Linked DNA regions of Gossypium hirsutum: region 2 is linked to region 1. The links are chromatin contacts, called in public Hi-C maps. All regions are on one chromosome and are shown on one strand. Each heading gives the region's core, a stretch centred on a gene start, on an enhancer-like site or on the middle of the called end of the contact. The rest is flanking DNA. Distances are from core to core; before and after follow the strand shown. Region 1 has its middle 5.5 kb from the start of LOC121214371. Region 2 holds the start of LOC107917926 (NAC transcription factor 56-like).

What was found. A called contact is a pair of places that touch in the nucleus more often than the background predicts.
Region 2: a contact with region 1 is called in a Hi-C map of leaf, with 1.6 times the contacts expected there. The contact joins the promoter of LOC107917926 here to the enhancer-like site in region 1. A contact is called at or near these places in 6 of 34 Hi-C or Micro-C datasets (anther, leaf and petal).

What each region holds. Positions count from the first base shown.
Region 1 is chrD01:7,707,482-7,712,017 of Gossypium_hirsutum_v2.1, reverse strand. No RefSeq gene overlaps it. Among protein-coding and RNA genes, the nearest start is that of LOC121214371, 5.5 kb to the right of the region's middle. Within about 2 kb of position 2,072, at least 1 of the 9 cell types and tissues checked has an H3K27ac peak or open chromatin away from gene starts, as enhancers often do. A contact at or near this core is called in leaf, where this site is marked.
Region 2 is chrD01:7,660,086-7,664,516 of Gossypium_hirsutum_v2.1, reverse strand. LOC107917926 (NAC transcription factor 56-like) reads left to right here and starts at 1,601. Exons shown (of 3, transcript NM_001327142.1): 1 at 1,601-1,802; 2 at 1,907-2,214; 3 at 2,318-2,915. The coding sequence starts at 1,619. The coding sequence ends at 2,833.

The sequences.
Region 1 (4,536 bases), core at 823-3,322:
AAGTTTGAAAAAAAAAATTATTATACTCCACAGGTATTCCATGTGGCGACATTTAATTTTATTTTGATTTAAGTCTAGATTAAACTCTACTAAGATGGTAATTATTATATTAGGGATGGGGCTAGTAGGAGGCTCGACCCCCTAAAATAAGAAATTTTCCTTTTAATCTTTTAAGATTTTTAAAATTTTAATTTAATAATAGTAAAATTGTACTTAAGCTCTCAAAAATGATAAAGAATCGATTTAGTCCTTTAAAAATTATAAATATTTAATTTATTAAAATAGTAGAATTATATTTTTACTATTATAAAAAAATATACAATTTAATTCTAATCTCTTAAAAAATTTTCAAGTTCACCCTAATTAGGAACCCACTTTAAACCCTAATTTGCCCATAAATATCTTCCTTCCAAGATTAAGAGGATGATCAGAACAATAAAGAGAACATGACACATACAATAAAACCATCACTCTGCTAATATGCTTAAGGGTGTGTTTCACTAGATGGAAAAGTGAAAAAAAATTGATTGCGCTTAGTTGAAAATAAAAGTGAGAGGAAAATAAAAGTGAGATCATTTTTCATTATAAAAAATCAATCCTTTCAAATAGAAATGGTGAGATGAGAGAAAATAAGAGAAATGCCTATGTTAATTTAAAATTATGTACTTTTCAAATATATATATATTTAACCATTACCAAATAATGAATTAAAAGAAAATTACATTTCTTTCCTACCAAGACACCTATAATATATATTATATATAATCAGATTCAACCTTTTAAAACTCCGTTCTATTTCTGATTTTTTTGATGTGCATTCGTAAAAAAAACTTACAAGGGGATCCTATGGCTTTTATAGCCGAATCCTATTATTAAACTATCCTCTATCTGCCTATTTACTGTCATTTCTGTTAGCATGCTCTATGGTTGTATTCAATTTCTTTGCAGGTGTCAGAGGCGTGGTGATGGTGTGTGAGGAGATAAAGCGGCGCGCATGGACAGAGGCGGCGGTCAACGGCGCCCTAGGGTTTCTCCTTTGTTGCTGCAACAAATTGTTTGTGGGCTAGGGTTGTATTGGGCCTAAGGTATTTTATTTGGGCTGGCAAAATTGGGTTTATTTTTTTATGTAAAATGGACTATGGGTATTTTATTTGTTATTGGGCCCGGGCGAAATCTGGGCTTTACACCTATATTAATTAAAAATTATGTACTTTTCAAATATATATATATCAACATTACCAAATAATGAATTAAAAGAAAATTATATTTTTTTTCCTACCCAGACACCTATAATATATATATATAATATGTTCCAAAATATAGATTTGAAATGCAAATATATTTGGGGTCGAAGATTTTATAAGCAAAATTAGATTTAGATACTAAAGTCTTTTTCTTTCTTGAATTAAATCTATTCAGATTTAGGGGTTTTAGTTTAATTTTACCATCCATTCTTAAATTATGATTCATATTTTAAGTTAGTTTATAAATTTTAAAATATTTTAATTAAATCTTTAAAATATCAATATTGTATTAATTAGATTCTTTTATTATTCTAGCATCAGTTTGTGTGCTAAATGTCAATTTGAATTAAACACAAAACATGTTTAAAACTCGTGAATTAAATTTTAAACACACATATCTAGTGCATGGACAATTTAGATTTGATGCGTTAAAGTAAAAATAGTGTCATCAGAATTTTGAAGTGTTACTTCTTTTTCTTAACACATTAGATTTAAGTTGTTCATGCGATAAGTACAAACATGTTTCGATTTTGATTCATATGTTTCAAACATGTTCCGCATGAGATCTAAGCTAACATTTAACACCCAATTTGATAGTTAAGTTGAAGAAGAACGTAATTGATACAATGCTGATATTTTCAGGATTTAGTTAGAATGTTTTGAAGTTTGATGACTAATTTAGAGTTTAGGTCATAGTTGGGAGATGCAGGATAAATTTTCTTTTTTTGTTTCTTTAACATCATTTTACATTTTAGTATATAATATGGGCCAATTTTGAGAAAATTGTGTAAGTGGCCCTTATATATTGGATAGGCTGGATAATCTGGGCTCAGATTAGTGTTGTTGTTAACCCAGCCCAAATACTCACCAGATTAGCATTGCATTACCCTTCAATTATCTGTCGACCTTAGATTAGAACTATCCATATTTGATTTCGAGACAATCGGTTGGATCTAAATTCAAAGTAAATATATTTAAATTTAGTTATAAAAATATATAAATTTCAAAATAAAAAGTTTAATATTATTATAATATACAAATAATAAACTTGAGTTGTCGGGCCACAAACTAAACCGACCCAATTCGTACGTAAGTCTAGCCAGAATCTATAATGATTGAAATTAAAAAAATATTATAAAAGCTTTAAGGTTAAATCACTTTTAAGAGCTTGAATTTAACAATTACTTTTCATTGGGTTTGAATTTTTTTTGTCTAAATTAATTCCTAAATTTGATTTAACCCAAAATAATGATTTAACTTGAGGTTAAAAAGCTTAATTTTATGTGTAGATGCTTTCTTTTTCTAAGTGGATTTCTTAAATATCTACTTTTGCTCAAATTTGTCCATTTCTGGAAAGTAATTAATTAAAGATCTTCCTATTTTATTTATTGGATTAATTATTAATTAACTAAAATTCTTACTTATGCTATACATTGGTGAATTGTTTATATTTATTAAAATGTGTTGTATTAAATGAATTTTGTTATGAATATCTTATTAAGTGAATGTCCATCATGATCAAGATAAAGTTTTAATGTACAAACGAGAAAGAATAAATAATTTATTTGAAATTAGGATTGAGTGATATTTTTTTTGTGGGAATGAGTCTAGTTAATATGATAGGGGAGCCTAGCCAATATCCAACTCACGGCGATCCCTATTTATTTTTTGTCTCATTGCTTGGATTTTTTAAAATTTATATCTTGTTTTATTTTACTTTTATTGTGTTTTTGGGTCCATGATTTTTTTCTCTTGCTTATATGGTTGATTTCATAATATGAAACGAATTTTGAAGTTTATAATTCTTATCTTACTTTGTTTTTGTTTTTTAATTTTAAATCTAATTTTATAAATCTCTACTATTATTGGGATTGCATTCAATGGATTGCACATTTTTTCATATTACATTCTTTGATTTTAGAATATCTATTAATTTTAGGGACTTATTTCAACCGATTGTAGCACCAAGAATTTTTATACTTGAACAATCAATTTTGAATAAAATATGCATTACTTAGTAAAAAATATTGAATTTTTTATTCAAAATTAATTTTTGATAGCACCAATATTTTTTTAATTGGATAATGATGTTAAGGATAAGACACTATATTATTTAATAACACTTATATTTTAAATCATAGAAAAAGAGTATTGCGTTTTTAACAAACAAATCTTGTGATGTTGTTTAACACAAGCATGACCTTTTTGGAGTAAAAACATTATTGTAATTTGAGCAATATAAATTACGAATTAAAAATGAATATGTTAAATAGAAGTCAATGGTGATAAGAAAGTTCAAAAAAGGTATAATAAATTGTTTAAAATTTGAAATTTTATAATAAATAGTTAACATTTAGTTTCAATGCATCATCCCATTTATTACAAGAATCTAGATATTATAATAAGAGTAAAGAGTGTAAAAATATGGATACAATAAATTTATTAATGCATTCTGAATTCAACTTTTAGAGAGTTTAATTTAAAGAACAATTTTTATTACAACTCTTGATTTAAGCTTAATCTGTCCTACATCAATGAATAAGCGCAGTTTTAAAGTCGTCGTCTCTAAATTGTTATAATTACTCACCTTAAAAACTTCACCTTACAATCAATATCTCTTTCCAAAGGACTAAGAAAAGAGAGCCAAAATACTCAACAAAATAACACTCCAAAGCACACCCTGTTGTGCATATGACAATTTATAAACAGGCTTTAAATAACTTCATCCACGTTAAAAAATACGGGATAGGCTAACCTTTAACAAGTTCAGTCTCACTTGAATTAGATAATAAGTTTTTTACTTGAAGTAAATCTAAACTAATGAACTCCTTATCTTTTAAGATAGTAAGATAGAGTCCAAGTCAATTATGAACTCTTCTAATTCCTTCAAAATTGTTGTCACATTTATATCTAGTTCCCTTGAACATAAAAACACATCTCGCATCTGCTGCTTAATAAAATAAATAACCAATATTATTTTTATACAAGTTATAATAGCTAACTCAATAAATAGCTTTGATTGTCCCCAATTGTTGTTCCAATCAATGTTATAACAAAAAATAAAACAATAGAGTATAACGGTTAAAGTTTCTAACAATCTCTCCATTTGGCATGTTGATAAAACCTTGCAAAAAATGATAACACACAAGACACGTACAAGGTAAATAAAGTCAATAAATAAGTGAACTAGATTATAACTCCCCTTAAGAAATGCATCAGCAACTATCATGTTTAAAAACTCCTCTTATCAGCATGAGTCATTAAATCATCTATCAAGCATAAGAAGGGAGTA
Region 2 (4,431 bases), core at 352-2,851, 47 kb after region 1:
TAATATAAAATTTTCAACAAAAAAGTGTCGAATAAGATACGTAGGTAATGGCTACTTACCACTTAATTTGGAAAATATTAAGTTAGTCTTAATTTATTAAAAAATTGGAATAAATGATCTTTTTTAAAAAATAAAATAATCAAACTAATATATTTATCCACCATCCAAGATTATACAAAATAATATAAAATATTATATTAGTAAGATTAAAATTAAAAAACTAATAATATTTTAAAAAATAATGTTTACTTTTTATTAATAAACTAATTTACCAAACAATTTTGTAATAAAAATTCAGTACTTGAATTTTCAACACTTAAATTTTCAGTTTATCAAACACACCCTTAATTGAAAATATTGTCTATTAAGTTATCATTTTCTTTACTTTTTTTTATAAAAAAAATCCTATGAAATTGTTTTTTATTTTTTATATAGATCTATATTCTTATAAAAACATGAATCTAACATTTTAAGTTCTTAAATCTCAATCAATGTAGACGTGAAAATAGTCGTCGGCGCTTTAAGACAAAGAAGATTAAATAAAATTTCGAAGATTAAGTAAGTAAAAGAGGACAGAAAACAATTAACACACATCTCAATCATCAATCCAATTTTATAGTACAATTATAATCCCCTTTTTAATTTTTTCAATTTTAGTATGATATTAAACACTACAAATATTATCTATTGTCCAATCTGTTCTATTTAATCATTTATTTTCCTTTTCTAAATTTACCGATTTCCGATCTGGTCCGACCAAATTCATGGGTTTAGTGGCTCTAGTGGTAGCTATGATCACCAAAATGAGGATTGGGAGGTGGGATTTGCATAACAAAAGCATGACATCTGAAGCGTAAAGCTTGTTCCCACCCCACATCACTAAAGTCCGTCCATATTATCTTTTTGTTGCCTTGTGTGGGGGTGGTGGTCCCCGCCACCCCACTCATTGCTCACGTGTCCATCAGTCCCACATTTGGGAATTACACGTGTCGAGCAATTAGCAGGCGAAAATCCTTCGTTGTCGTCCTCCTCATTATAATCTCTTTAGCAATTTATTACGCACGAAACTAAATTTATATTTATATTTCTTTTCCAGCAGTTAGATTAATTTTTTATTTTCTGTAAAATGAAAGGACTAAATTTTGACAAAATAAAGTAGATGGACTGGTTTATCAATTTCCATAAAGTAGAAGGATGAAACTTAGAATTAGACCAATTAACTTCTTACTTTGCATGCCTTGTGTCAACCTTTGCTGTGCATGGGGATTCAGCCAATTAAAACCTGAGCTTAGTCTATAGCAACGTTAGCGAAATGACGGGACTAACCTTCAAACCCGTCACGTGGCTTGTCGGGATTAGGTGGATTAAATTGTAACAGATGCCAACTTTGGTGTATTAAATCCCGGCCCACCTTTCTTAATCTTGTTCTAATGCCCATTTATAAAGAAAATGGTCATGCCAACTCTATGCAACATTTTTTTAGCAGCCTCTCAAAACAAACCATAAAAGTCCTATGATGCTCTTCTTCTCTGGTAAACTTTCAGAATTCAAAGTAAAATATTCTCAATTTCATTACTGAGTTATATATACATACATATATATATTTGAAGGTGTCGCAATGGAGAGCACCGACTCGTCGACCGGATCACAGCAGCCGAACCTCCCACCGGGATTCCGGTTCCACCCCACTGATGAGGAACTAGTGGTACACTACCTCAAGAAAAAAGCTAGCTCCGCTCCTTTGCCGGTTGCAATTATTGCTGAGGTTGATTTGTACAAGTTTGATCCATGGGAATTGCCAGGTAAACTAAATTATTATGTTTTAAAATTATTTCATGGAAAAAGGGTATAAATTTGTATGATTCTGATAAAATAATCTTTTTGGATTTGGTTTGGGGTTTTGCAGCGAAGGCAACGTTTGGTGAACAAGAATGGTACTTTTTTAGTCCGAGAGACAGGAAGTATCCGAATGGAGCGAGACCGAACAGGGCGGCTACCTCGGGTTACTGGAAGGCAACCGGGACGGATAAGCCGGTGTTGACTTCGGGAGGGACTCAAAAGGTTGGTGTGAAGAAGGCACTGGTTTTTTATGGAGGGAAGCCCCCTAAAGGGATCAAAACCAATTGGATCATGCATGAATATAGGCTTGCTGATAATAAGACTAACAACAAACCCCCTGGATGTGACTTGGGCAACAAGAAAAACTCACTAAGGGTAAATCACTTTTTTTTTTTTGGTCATATTTATTTCACGTTAATGGTTTATAATATGATATCATGAATTGATCTTTGTTTTTGTTGCTTTTTTGGTTTTATAGCTTGATGATTGGGTGTTATGTCGAATCTACAAGAAAAACAACGCGAATAGACCTCTGGAACATGATAAAGATGACTCCATGGATGACATGCTTGGTACTGTACCACCTTCGATATCAATCGGTAGCCAACATAATCCAAAATTCCACTTCTCAACAAAGGGAACAAGTTTTGGCACATTACTAGAACATCAAGAACATAATAGTCTGTTTGATGGAATGATGGGGAGTGATGGGACTAACAGTGCCTCCATGGTTAACCCACTCAAAAGGACCCTCCCATCGCTTTACTGGACCGACGATGAAACCGCCGGACCATCGACGAGCAAGAGATTCCATGGGGATAACAATGATGGGAGCATGGAGAAAACAGATGGGAATGGTTCAATTGCCACTTTGCTCAGCCAGCTACCACAAACCCCTCCATTGCAGCAGCAACAAGCAGCAATGTTGGGGTCAATGGGAGATGGGATATTTCGTCCTCCACATCAACTTCCAGGACTCAACTGGTACTCTTAATTAAATTTCCAGGTAGAGTGGGGGTCAAGCTGTCAGTATCATGTTACATAATTGTTGATACAGTCGTCAAAATTATAGTGTCTGAAGCATTTGGGAGTATTGGGATAAAAAAGATTTGAGATTTTTGTTATTAGGGCAGAGATTAGATGAATCAGGCCTCATTGTTTCTTTGAGTGTAACAGTTAGCTGCCAAATTTCATCTCTTGAGGCCATAGGTAAATTTTATAATATATATATAGTTATATAGATTGTATACATACATACATACATACATTCATACATACATATATATATGTAGTTTGTTGTTTATTATATAGAGAGAGATGCAATGAAAAAGAAGAAAAGGGTGGGGGTGAATGAAGGAGGTGGAAACTTGCTGTAGAAAATAAATAATAATAACTGATGGATATGATAAAATATTTTGTTTTTAGGATACAAAACTGAAAATCTTGTACAGAAATCCTTGTTGATGATGCACATTTTAAAGAATATATTGTTTTATAGTTTGTCTATATCAATATTTTGTGCAAGTTTGGAATTTCTATGGCTAAATCCCCCATTAACCCTAGAGGGTATAACTTTTTTTTTCCAGCTTTTCAGTTAATTAGGTTTTCAAAGAATCTAGCACTCGAATATCCAAATAATTTTTTTTAATTTATAAAAATGGAGGATTTGGTATGCCAAAGCATGCGATGTGATTATATATAAATGGATCAACTCAAAAGTGATGGATATTAAAAAAAAGTTTAAGTTGGAATTGTGAATAAAATATTATTATGAAAATAATTAAAATTTTAAAATGGATACCAAATATATATCTAAAATAGAAAGCTTTCCCACTTCTTAAAATATAAATATGATACATATTTAATTAAGTAAAATAGTTTTGAAAATAATGTTATTAAATGGTATAAATTGACTAATAATATAATTAGAACAATAATTATCATTATAGCAGTAATAGGTATGAATACTCAATAATTGGTTGATAAGAGCTGAAGTATATGGGGCCAAATTACTATTTTTAACTTTTTCTATTTTTACTATAATTTTAAACTAAAATATTTTAATTTTTTTAAACCCATCACCTGATTTAATTTATTGCTAATCTATGACCTTATTGACACTTGTTTATATAAAATCCTTAAATTGTATTATTATAATTTTTTTTTCAATTGTCAAATGTTAAGCTATGGATTTTTTTCCCTTATCGTCCTTTTTTTCACTTGACAAAGATGGTTGATCTCCTCGACAATGAAAGATAACAATTTTAAAATGTTTGAATAAAGAAAGATATCATTAAATTTTTATTTTTTTACCATTTCAAACAAGATGAAAAATAGGGTTGTAGAGAAAATATTTAATAACTTAAGCCTTAAGATTTTATATAAAATAAAAAGTAAAAAATTTCAAAGCATTAACCAATTGCTAAGAGATACACATATCCCTCCCATGACTGAGTGCTTCAATAGTTCTCATTAGTTGTCTTATGCATGTTTAATTAAATTAAGAATAATTTAAACCCACAAACACAAGCAGGGTTTAAATTGAAAATTTTGAAAGTTGAATCTTTCTCAATCATAATTATAATTAATATA